Linked DNA regions of Mus musculus: region 1 is linked to region 2. The links are chromatin contacts, called in public promoter capture Hi-C maps. All regions are on one chromosome and are shown on one strand. The core of a region is the stretch at or near the end of the contact, and the rest is flanking DNA. Distances in the headings are between cores, read along the strand shown. Region 1 has its middle 82 kb from the start of Gm39339. Region 2 holds the start of AI593442 (expressed sequence AI593442).

The links. Promoter capture Hi-C pulls out the DNA fragments that hold promoters and counts their contacts.
Region 1: a promoter capture Hi-C map of hippocampal neurons shows a contact between it and region 2, with 5 times the contacts expected there. The contact joins the enhancer-like site here to the promoter of AI593442 in region 2. A contact is called at or near these places in 1 of 39 promoter capture datasets (hippocampal neurons), 1 of 15 datasets of contacts at CTCF or cohesin (the NIH/3T3 cell line), 2 of 484 Hi-C or Micro-C datasets (cerebellar granule neurons and cerebellum) and 3 of 115 datasets of contacts at active chromatin or transcription factors (SST interneurons, VIP interneurons and forebrain).

What each region holds. Positions count from the first base shown.
Region 1 is chr9:52,957,250-52,962,992 of GRCm38.p6, forward strand. No RefSeq gene overlaps it. Among named protein-coding and RNA genes, the nearest start is that of Gm39339, 82 kb to the left of the region's middle. Within about 2 kb of position 2,697, at least 9 of the 459 cell types and tissues checked have an H3K27ac peak or open chromatin away from gene starts, as enhancers often do. A contact at or near this core is called in SST interneurons, VIP interneurons, cerebellum and 1 more, where this site is marked.
Region 2 is chr9:52,676,316-52,681,728 of GRCm38.p6, forward strand. AI593442 (expressed sequence AI593442) reads right to left here and starts at 3,465. Exons shown (of 2, transcript NM_001286641.1): 1 at 3,268-3,465; 2 at 1-2,202. The coding sequence starts at 1,960. The coding sequence ends at 1,361. Gm1715 (predicted gene 1715) reads left to right here and starts at 3,548. Exons shown (of 5, transcript NR_045333.1): 1 at 3,548-3,756.

The DNA of each region.
Region 1 (5,743 bases), core at 1,447-3,946, 280 kb after region 2:
TGGTCAGGATGTATTGCATGAGAGAAGAATCCACTTAAAAAAAAAAACCAATATGGAGCTCAATCATTTACCAGAACCAGACACAATCTGGAATCTGACTCTCTCTACTTCTATGCAGCTTAACAAATCAAGTTTGTTCAGGCTCATTCATTTACAAACTTTGGCTGGCATCCAGCATCACCAGTATGAGATCATGGGTCCCAAGGAGCTCCTTATATCTATGGTCTGTGGTCTTCCACAGCTAACAATCAGCTCCCTGATGCATTACAACTGCCATTTCCACTCTGGTCATATTACCATGGGGATCACATCAGAGTTCTTTGTAGGAACTAGCTGTAATGCTTTTGCTAATGGCCCATGGCCTTGACTCTTGAGATAACAATATTCGGCAGTGAAAGCTCTTGCTTCTGAAATTCCTCCTCTTGACCCCAGGGTGAAGATGGACAGGGGACAGAGAAGCGAGTATGCCCACTGAGCTAAAAAAAGACCTTTCTATAGGTCCTGTTACTAACTCAGTGAACTTAGATGTTTTTATATGTTGAAGAAGGAGGAGCCATAAAGCCACAGCAAGAGAAGGAAAAATTAAGAGGTACTGATCTAAGAACACCTATTTTCATTTGGATGATAAATACTCATTCAAGAGATCAATATAGTGACTAAAGCCAGTAACAATAAAATAAATTCTGAAGAAACACTTAAAGTGTAAATTGTAAGGTTCCTATCTCTAAAAGTTAAATATGTCCTTACTGTTTGAGTGTGAACCTCAAAGACCTCTGTAGGCTTGTGTCTTTTAATACTCGATCTTCAGCTTAGGAAGCTATTTTGGGATGTTATTAGATCTTTAAGAGGTAAAACTTGAGCTCCTCTTCCCTCCCTCTCTCCCTCCCTCCCTCCCTCCCTCCCTCCCTCCCTCCCTCCCTCCTGTTCAGTCAGACAAGAAGATAGACAAGAACATGGCAGTCTGCACTCCCAGTGAATGATGGCTCCCATGGGCTGCCACGCCTTCCCAATCATGACATCTTGAACTGAACACATCCTTTTCTAGTAAGTTGCTTCTGTCAAGTATTAGGTTTCAGTGAGAAGGGAGAAAGGATGACCTATATGAGATAGTACACTTTAATCAGTCCTGAGGCTCCACGTTATACCTGATTTTATTATTATTATTATTATTATTATTATTATTAATTACCAATTAAAAGCAACTTTAAAAATAAAAAGGGGAACGTAAAGAGACCTGGTTCTATGCTCAACTCAATCACCAGTTCTCTGAAAAGATGGTGTGCACAAAACCTCTTCAGAGTCTGTTTCCTCATCAGTACACAGATGGACTTAATCTGACTTGTTCTGCATTCAAAACTGCCTTGGTTAGTATTTTGATAAGACTTTATATTCCCAACTTGTAAATGTTTTTACCCCTATTAAACCACGGTGAGTAGGAGCTGCCAGGTAAAAACAAGCAAGACTAGAAGCAATGCTTTGTATGGGTGATGGTCAAAGGGGATGCAAAGATGCAGCTTCAGACACTCAGTGAAAGTGATACATACATACATACATACATACATACATACATACATACATGCAACACCATGACCTATGTAAGAAGAGTCAAGAAAATACCAAGCAACAAATCTTGTCTGAGTTGTATGATTGATTGTGATACTTCTATTCCCAGCCATAAAACAATGAGCCCAATAAAAAGGTTAAAGAGTTGAATAGCATCAAGCATGGAGGCAAAAATCAAATCCCAACAACTACTCCTCTAAACTCTTTAAACCTTGTGCCTGGGCCATGTACTCCAAAGCCACAATGGTCACTGGGAAAGAAATGTGTAATAGAATATAGTTGTTCTTTTCTCAGAGGGGTTTCCAGTATCTAAACACATAACATGCATGCATACATACATACACACATATATAAATATGTCTGTGTGTCTGCGTGTCCAAAGCACAGAAGGTCTGTATAGGAGATACAGAAATCCTAGGGCTCATTTTGCATCATATTTTGTTGTTGTTGTTGTTGTTGTTGTTGTTGTTGTTGTTGTTGTCGTCGTCCTGTTCAAAGCCTCAGGGTCATACCTCTGCAGTCACTCTCTAATCTGTCTGCTTTGACTCGTCCAGGCAGAGCTCTATTTTCTCAGAGCACAGAAGAAAGCTTACTCATCACTTTAACAGACATTTGCTGGCTACCTACAGGAAGTCAAATATTATAGCAGGAATTTAATATAAAGATACGTTGATGGCTAATTAAAAAGCCAAATACCTTGATGCTAATTTTCTGATTCCATTCCAGTTCCTTGCTGCTAAACAACCCAAGAAGCTTTCTGCAGAGTTCTAAATACCATGCTCCAGGCCTTGGATCCTTGGTAAAATGAAGAAGAATGGAGTTCTTGTGCCAGCTCTACCAGTATCATGCATTGAGCCAAGGTTTACAAAACCATTCAAGCTCTTGGCTTCCTTCTCTCCCTCATCCACAGGATCCTGGGAGGAGCCAATCACTTGATTGCTGTGAAGTCACTTTGAAATATGGTCTGACTGATGACAAGCCAGAACCCTGCAACTGCAAGATGGAGACTTCACTGGAACCCAGGCTTCTGATTCAGGCAGGCTTCCTCAGCCACTGGGTTTCCATCAGCTGCCACTGCAGCGTCTCCTCAAAGCGCGTGAACTGAAAAGCTGGCACTGGCTCATCTGAAATTCACACACCGGAGCTCCAAACAGACAAGGACGTTCTGAAATTGGAAATGCAGGACGATGGCAGGTGGTGCTGTTCTCCATGAAAAATGAGTTTTAGAGAAACAGCCTTGCTCCTCCCAAAGATGCCTGGGGTTTGTGGGTGATTTGTAATGCTTTCACCGGAAAGCCCTCATCCCCATGAACACATTTTGAAGAGAGAAATCAATCTTACAACATAACAGGGAGAGAAAATCTGTTAGAAAATAATGAAGGGGGGAAAATCTACCTTATTCTAGAATCCTTTATACCAAATAAATGAGTTCCAGACGGGGAAGGCCATATCCATATCTTCCCCTCATTCTTGCCATTTACTGGGTAGACGTAAGAAGGAAGATTGAAGAGAGGGACTGTTACCCAGCTCTACCAGCCATTCCATCTCAATAATTTAGGTGGGATGCCATCAGAGAGAGACAATATTTATCATTTCACCTCAGAAACTCCCTCACCTTATCTTTAACATCTAATACTATGTCAGTGTTCATCTACAGTAGAAAATAACTAAAACTCCCCATGTAACAACTCACAAGAATGCACCATGATAAAATATGCATCCCAATACAAAATGGTAGTTACTATCTTCTTGGGTGTAATTGCAACCTTTAAATGAATACAGCAGCACATAGTGGTTCAATTGAACTCCCAGGCCCCGTTGAACTGTGCCTCAGACTCTGAGACTAGAGAAGGAGAAGAAACCATGAGGCACTCTAAAGGACACATCACAGAATGCATGACAATAAGAAGCTCACCAAGCCAGGCATGGTGGCACACACCTTTAATCCCAGAACTTGGGAGGCAGAGGCAGGAGGATTTCTGAGTTCGGGGCCAGTCTGGTCTACAGAGTAAGTTCCAGGACAGCCAAGGCTACACAGAGAAACCCTGTCTTGAAAAACAAACAAAAAAAGAAGCTCACCAATTTTAGGAGCAGGTAAATTACTGACTGAGGTAGAGTTCAGGAAAAGGTATGGGGCAAAGATGGAAGGTTTAGGGAAGAAGACAAGAGATGGACTAGGGAGAAAGATTGGAAAGTATATCCATGAAAACAGCAATCTAAAGTGAATGTCCACCAGCATGCAGAGAAGTCCCCTTTATACTGGGAAAGAGGGGGGAAACAGCCACTCTTTTCAGGATAGATGAGTCTTAATAAAAGTTGTACAATTGACCCGAAGAAGAAATGAGATGAGATTTTGGAAAAGAAGTGCCATCTACAGGTAATGTTGCTTTCCACCTGTCTCCAGAGCCCCACAAACCTCATCTTCCAACCCTCTCCAGAGGAACCTTGGGTGCAGGAGATGGGGATCTGGCTTAGCAGCAAATCACTTATCTGTCATGTGTAAGGTGTGGGGTTTGACCTTCAAACCCAGAAAACAGAAAACTAAACAATGAAGAATCATATAGACAGACTATTCTTCTCCAGTGTCTTTCTGACCCTTTCTCTGTGTTAAGAACTTCTTTTCTAAAATACACAATCCAAGCACAGCTTGTCTGGGAGAAAGAAATTCTATGAGCACTCACAATGAGTCAATAAATAATCCAGTAGAAGCCAAGACGGTACTAGTCTGGAATGCCACTTATGTATGGGCAGGAGTCACAAAGTACTCACTGTCTTTCCCCTGTACATCCAAAGGACCAATACACAAAACAGAGACCATCCCAAGGAGAAGCCTAGCTGCATGCCCTGGACACAATGACAGAAAGATGTTACAACTTGAGATGTCCTTAAAATACACACCAGTGAAGGTAATGGGGACTGAACATGAAAGAACATGCTGAAAAGCATGTCATGATGAACTCAGAAAAATAAGAAACAGTGCAGAACCATGTATGAGTACAATGGAACTCACAGGCAAAAAACACCTCACCTCAAAGCTCAGGAAGATGTCCAAAACCTGACACAGGCACAGTGAATCTAAGATAATAATTACCCTGTGCCCTTTAAACCATACATTCCAATCCTCGAATAGGAGTCAAAAACATATTGAGGTGACTCAACTAGTGGGTCTTTATCTGATGGGTCAATGCCTAAGAAAAGAGTTGAAGGCTTTGCTACCACATCCCATAACAGAAACCAGAGAGTAAGGTGTGTGTTTCTATATGTATGTGTGTGTACACACATATATAATAAAATGTGCACTATTTTGTCATACGTCCTTTCCCATGTGTCTCTGCTGGTAATTTCAGTAAGAACACCAAATAGCTATTAAGTGTGCCACCCACAAGCTTCCAAGTCAAGAGGTCATTTCCATATGGCATTATGAAAGGTAAGTTGAAAGAATTTGAGCTCCATCTCTGATACTAGTGAACTTTACATTTTAAAATTATTCCTCCCACAGTCAGCAAATATTCTTTAACTGTCCACTAGCCAATAATAAATGTGGGAGAGAATCAAGATGACTGAATAAGAAAATATGCTCCCTAGGAAGGACTTCAGGAAAGGGGTCAGTCCTCTACCCACATTAGCAAGGACAGACCATGGGCTTAATTAGGAGTAAGCTAATGCAGATCCTAAGTAGTGAGACCCAGCTCGAAGCCTAATGTAGACAGTAGAAAATAAAAAAGGGCGAGTCAGACCCAGGTTCATTGTCTGCAAGATGTTAATAGCAAAGAACAGCATCTCCTGACTCTGGTTTAAAGGCCTTATAATGATAGGTCCAAGTATAACAGTCCAGAATTCAAATTCCCAGCAGAAGAAATACAAGCTTTGGACCTTGCTCCAAACTCCATTTCCATCTGCACTCATTCTTTGAGTCTGCTCCTTTCCTTGATTGCCAATGCCAATGCCCCATTTGAAGGCCTGGGATCAACAATAGATCAATGGGTAAATATCTGTGCAACACACTTAGTACAATGTCAGTCACTCATGTTAGTTCCTGTTCTCATTTTTATACCAATTGTGAATACATGAAGGGAAGAAAGATAACGCTGATGATACATAAAGGAAAGATACTGAATTGAGAATTGTGATGTGTCTGCCACAACAGTGAGCTCTGTAACTGCAGACTTTCCTACCAGCA
Region 2 (5,413 bases), core at 2,215-4,714:
CGTAAAATACAAAAGAACACTTCCGGAAACAGCAGAAGCCAGGCCTACACCACTGACTTCCTCAGCCAGTGGCAACCATTATATCAACAGCTGGAAAGTCAGAAGAACAAAAATATACAGTTTGGAGGACATATCACAGAACTATAGTTTTCTTCTGTATTTGGTACCAATATAATAAGTATATAACAAAGGTGCACTTGTTCTAAAAATAAAACAGAAACATACTAGTTGGTTAGATACTGCATTTTCAGAACTGCACATTGCCTAATACTTTTTTTTTTTACATAAAGGTAACTTATGCAATGTATAGTGATAAGAAAAAACAATCCAATTGTAGAAAAAAGAAGAAAGAAACCAATCAAAACCAAGACAATCACTTTCCAAAACAGCTCCTTCTTTGGTCTGCACAACCAGAGGAAGTAACCATGAAGGTGAGACATATTCAGCACCAGACCTGGCTGGACAGCTCCCGGTTTCTCTGAGGCTCAAAAAAAAAAAAAAAAAAAAAAAAAAATTCCCCAAAGGGAAAAAAAAAAAACCAAACAAACAAACCAAACCAAAACGACTACCAGTCAGGTGTACAAATGGGCCCTAATGAGCAGCAAATCAGATAGTATGTTTTTGTTTTTTGTTTTCTTTTTCTGTGCTCGACCAGCGAGTGATATTTCTAAAAGTAAAACTCTAATTCTGCCAGGGGGAAAGCAAAAAGTGAAATGATGACTGACTAGAGAGGGGTTACCTGTCCTAAACGTTTTTCTGGGACATTCTATGTGGTCTCTGGTGCTTAATGTAGATGTTGCCTTTATAATATACTATTGCCTGAGCCCAGCTGAAGGTGAGGAAAGGGGAGGGGAGACAAGCTAAAGGAAAAGTGAAAGCCCGTGAGGGAGGGGCAGAAAGGCGACTAAACCTTCACTTGACAGCTATATACAACATCACCGGCCCCCTCCCATCCCTTTGCTTCGGTGTCAATGTCTTAAATATTTGGTAGCTTGTGCGGTTTCTTCTCCTTATTGAGGGGGGCACGGGGTGGGGAGGGAAGATGCAGCCTTCATTAACAATGAGAAATTATGTGATTTGTCATGCGCTTGGACTGTGTTATTAGTAGTATAATAATTACTATAAATATCAGTAAAGTATTATCAGCGTTATTTCTTCCTCTGAGACTTTCCTCGCCCAATATTTACAAATACCGCACAGTGCCTCGGCGGAGGAGAGACAGTGAAAGGGTGGCCAGGTAAGGAAAGAGGGCAGAGAAAACAGGGGCCAAAGGAGAACGGAAAAGGAAGGAAGGAGGAACAAAAGCGAGGACGGTCAAGATGCTGGAGACGAGGAAAGGGTCAGGAGAGGGGCTGCGCAATCAGGACAGTACCACCGTTTGCAAAAGGCCCTCGCCAGGTGTGTCCAAGCAGGAGGAAGCTGCGGGTGCTCCTTGTGGAGTGGGGGCTGGCAGTGGAGGCGGAGGCGCACAGGGACCCTGGCACAGGAGACCAGGGGATGAGGAGGAGGAGGAGGAAGAAGAAGTAGCATTGGAGGGGGTGCAGAAAGCGGAGTCCCGGGGCTGCCTCTCCAGTCGGGTTTCTTTTCCATGGGTTGGAGCTTGAACACCTGCCCGAGGCAGCCCCCCACCACCGTGGCTGCCGCTGCAATGATCTCGCTCATATTCTTCCTGAGCCCTCTGCATCTTCCGCTTCTTCATCCTACGCTTGTGGATGTGGAAAGTGGAGAGGGACAGCACGAGGAGACAGAAGATGAGAGTGACCAGGACAATCAGCACCAGCGTAGATGAAAAAGACTGGAAGAGCTGCTGTCCCACCTGCGTGATGCAAGTGCCACCACCTGCGCCTGAGCTGCGGAGACCTGCGCTGCTGCCTCCACTGGCGTTGTGGGAAGCAAAGGTCCGGTTCAGGAGACAAGGCGGCAGGGCCAGCCTCAGCTCTTTCGGCGCCCTGGCACTCATCGGCGCTGGGCTGAGAGGGGCCAGGCCCACCAGGCTTCCTCTGTTGGACACACGGTTCCCACCAGCCAAGACGTGGACAGGAACCCACACCACCCCAACTGCTCTTTAGCGCTGGAGGGAGTGAGCTCTCCAGCCAAAGACTGAGGGAGCAACTGCCGCCAAGCAAGCGGGCCAGAGCTAGTGGCCCCAGGGAGAGTGTCTCTGGTCTTCTTTGATCCTGTTTCCTTTCCCCAGGCACAGTGCTGCAAAGAAAACAGGATTAGTTAGGGTCCCGGCCACAGCCAAGGCGAGTGCAGAGAAAGAGAGGGATCTGACACCACTGTCAAGCGGCCCTCAAATGGACTCTGTCATCTCCACAACCCACCAACCCAACCCTACCGCTCCTGGCAGCCCAGGAGAGCCGCGCTAGATGCTCCGCTGGCTCAGATGGGGTCTGGCGTCCGTACCGCACCGCGGAGACACTGGTTACTCAGCAGAGAAGGCAGCTGCCCTGCCCCCTGCACAACTTTCTAATTGCCACCAACAGCGGCCGCCACAGCGGCTTTCTCTACTTCCCAGAAAGCCAACTGCCCTCTTCTCTGTGTCCTGTGGACCTCCTCTCAGGATCCAATCTCGCCAGCACGCACTCCAAGCAGGCTCCCTGTACGCAGTCCTCCTTCCCCATCCCTCCCTCTCCAAACACTTCCAGCCTGGACGTTCAGACCCCCAAGGTCCCCGTCCCAAGGGGATACACCCCACTGCCTCTGTCCCTAGCCGCAGCTGACCCGCTGGATCTGGCACACAGGATCATACTCGACCTTTCTCCAGCCTTCTTCCTTGCTACCTTCCTCCCCCTTTCTCCCTATCAAAAGCAGCTGAAACACCCTTCTCAGCGGAGGCACATCCTCCCAAGCGCCCCCCACCCCTCATCTCCCTGAGCCTCCCACTTGACAGTATCCAAAATCCTTTTTCTTTCTTCCAGAGCAGGAACTGAAAGGGGAAGGGTTCCCGCTTGCAAAGTTTGGGGAACCGACCTTGTCTCCAGCCTTCCCCGGGCCCTGGCCCCAGGGCCCAGAGGCTGTGGCAGAGGACCAAGCCGGAGGACCCGCGGCAGGCAGCACAGCTCCCTTGCCTCTCCCAAAAGGCAGGTGCAAACTGTTGCACTGCGGAGCAGCAAGGCAAAGCGCTAGCCTCCACCAGGGAAGGGGCGGGGGCTGAAGCTCTGTCCAGAGGTGCCTGCGCAGGCCGCGGGAGTGGTCTTACCCGCCCTCATCCTGCCACTGGGGCCCCTGGCCATGGAAGCCTTCATCCTGACCACTGTCTCTTACCTGGAAGGACCAGCCAGTTGCAGAGAAGGAGCCCTTGGCTGCAGTGGCGGCTGCAGAAGGCACGGAGCGCTGGGACCAGAGACAGAGCCGCGCTGCTGCTGCCACCCTCGCCGCCGCCACCGCCGCCGCCGCCGCCGCCGCCGCTGCCTTTGCTGCTGCTGCTGCTGCTGCTATGGGGAGCTCAGCTCTTAGCCTATTGCCAGAGAGGCCGGTGACGTCAGGCAGCCACCGCCAGGGCTCCAAGCCACCCCTCAGGCCCCCACCCACCCTCATACCCAACACCTTGTCCTGGCATAACAGCCTCTCCAACACCATTCCCAGTTTCCTGCTGTTCCCCAGCTTTGGGGCTGGGAGGAGCAAACCCACCCCCATCCCCACCTCCACCCTGCCAGCAACCCACCTTCATTCAGCACAAGCACTCCTTTGCCTAGGAAGAAGCAGGCTTCAGTTCTTCCATTGCTCTATGCTTCAACCTCAACCGGTCTCCAGGTACAGTTTTGCTCCAGGAGAATCTTCTCCCCTGGGGGTACACTTTTTTTTCCTGTTGACTGATCAGAGTCCCTGCTACTCCCCAATCCTATTTTTCTGCCTCTGGTTCTAAGCATAAACTGCTTATACTAGGGAGATGGCAAGGACATTTGTCAACACAACTGTGACAGAATCAGAATCAGGAACCTAAATATGCATCAAAGACTGCATCTCTCCACCAGTCTCCAAAGTATGTCATCCCATCTGCTTTTTGATTTCTTCCCCCGCACGCTCATCTTCAGGCCCAGGATCCATTCGGTGTATTGAACACCCCTTTTTTTTTCGAGGATCCCACATTCTGAAGACACAAAGCATACATGGGCTTGAAGGGTGGGAAGGGGAAATTACAAAGAGAAGTGCAGGAACCAATGACCCGTAAAAATTCTCAACATTGTGTGTACTGCTAAAAAAATGTCCCTTCGTTGATTCTAATTTTTTGTCAACGTGCTTGATTCTTGATACATTTGCTTTTTCAGTTAAATGTTTACATCTCCTAAAAAGGCTCTTAGCAGCCTGCAAAAAAATCTTATAGAGACCAGTGAACGACTAGTTTGGGATCCTTTCAGAAACAGAAATAGTGTATTCTATTATAGTAACCATCTTCAAAATAGAGTATGCTTTGCTTTATGTGAGTGATTGGGAACGCTTGCTTGGAACACTAACTAAACAGAGTATGGTCTTTAGGGCACTGAGATAACTTATTAAAACCGTGTTTTGTTTTGCTTTTTTCTTTCTTCTCTCCTGTCTTGTTTACCTCCTGTCTTTGAGTCTAGAAAGTGTGCAACATTTTCTCACCGAGTTGGTCAGTCGTGGAGTGTGTGTTCCTGCCTCCTCTTCATGCTATACATCATGAAGGAAAGCTAAGGGGAATACTAGCTGCCACTTACTCACTCCTATCAGCTACAGTCAGGAAGTGAGGTCAGATATGAAGAAAAAAAGATTTCTCCTTCTGACCCTATGTACCCATCTACCCCTACTCCAAATTCTCATTTTCCTCCTGCTCACGCCATAAATGCATGGCACTCCATATTCTTCCCCCACCCCATCTCTGCTTTCGTTTATTTGAGCACAAATCATCTGGGGCCTGGGGAGCAGCACAATGTTAAAGCACTTGTGTAAGATGCCAAAGGCCTTGGGTTCTATTCACAGCACTACAAAGAGAAGGGAAGTATCAGTTCCATCTTCATATGTATCAATAAGAAAAAGAATTCCACTTAAGATAACAGTTCAGTACAGGCTGAACAATGCACAGTTGCTTCAGACCACAGACTGATGCCCTTTGACTGCCAAAGTCACACAGTAAAGGATGGCCAATGACCTAGATATTTGCATAAGTGTTCCTTCCCAGAAGTAGAGGGCCTGATGCCTGTTAAAGCCACCCTCCACATCGAGTGACTCTGGATTCACTGACCTCAGAGAGTGGTGAGTCGTTGCTTGCTTGCTTCACTGTGACCTGTGAGACTTCACTGTGGATACCAGACAGGCAGTGGCTCTTTTGTGGACACTCTCAGCAGAGTCTCATCAACATATTGTAAAGCAAATCCAAGTTTGAATACTCCAGAAAGAGATCTGGCTGTTTAGGAAAACTCTTTAGCAGGGGAGAAAGGTTGTCTTGTAA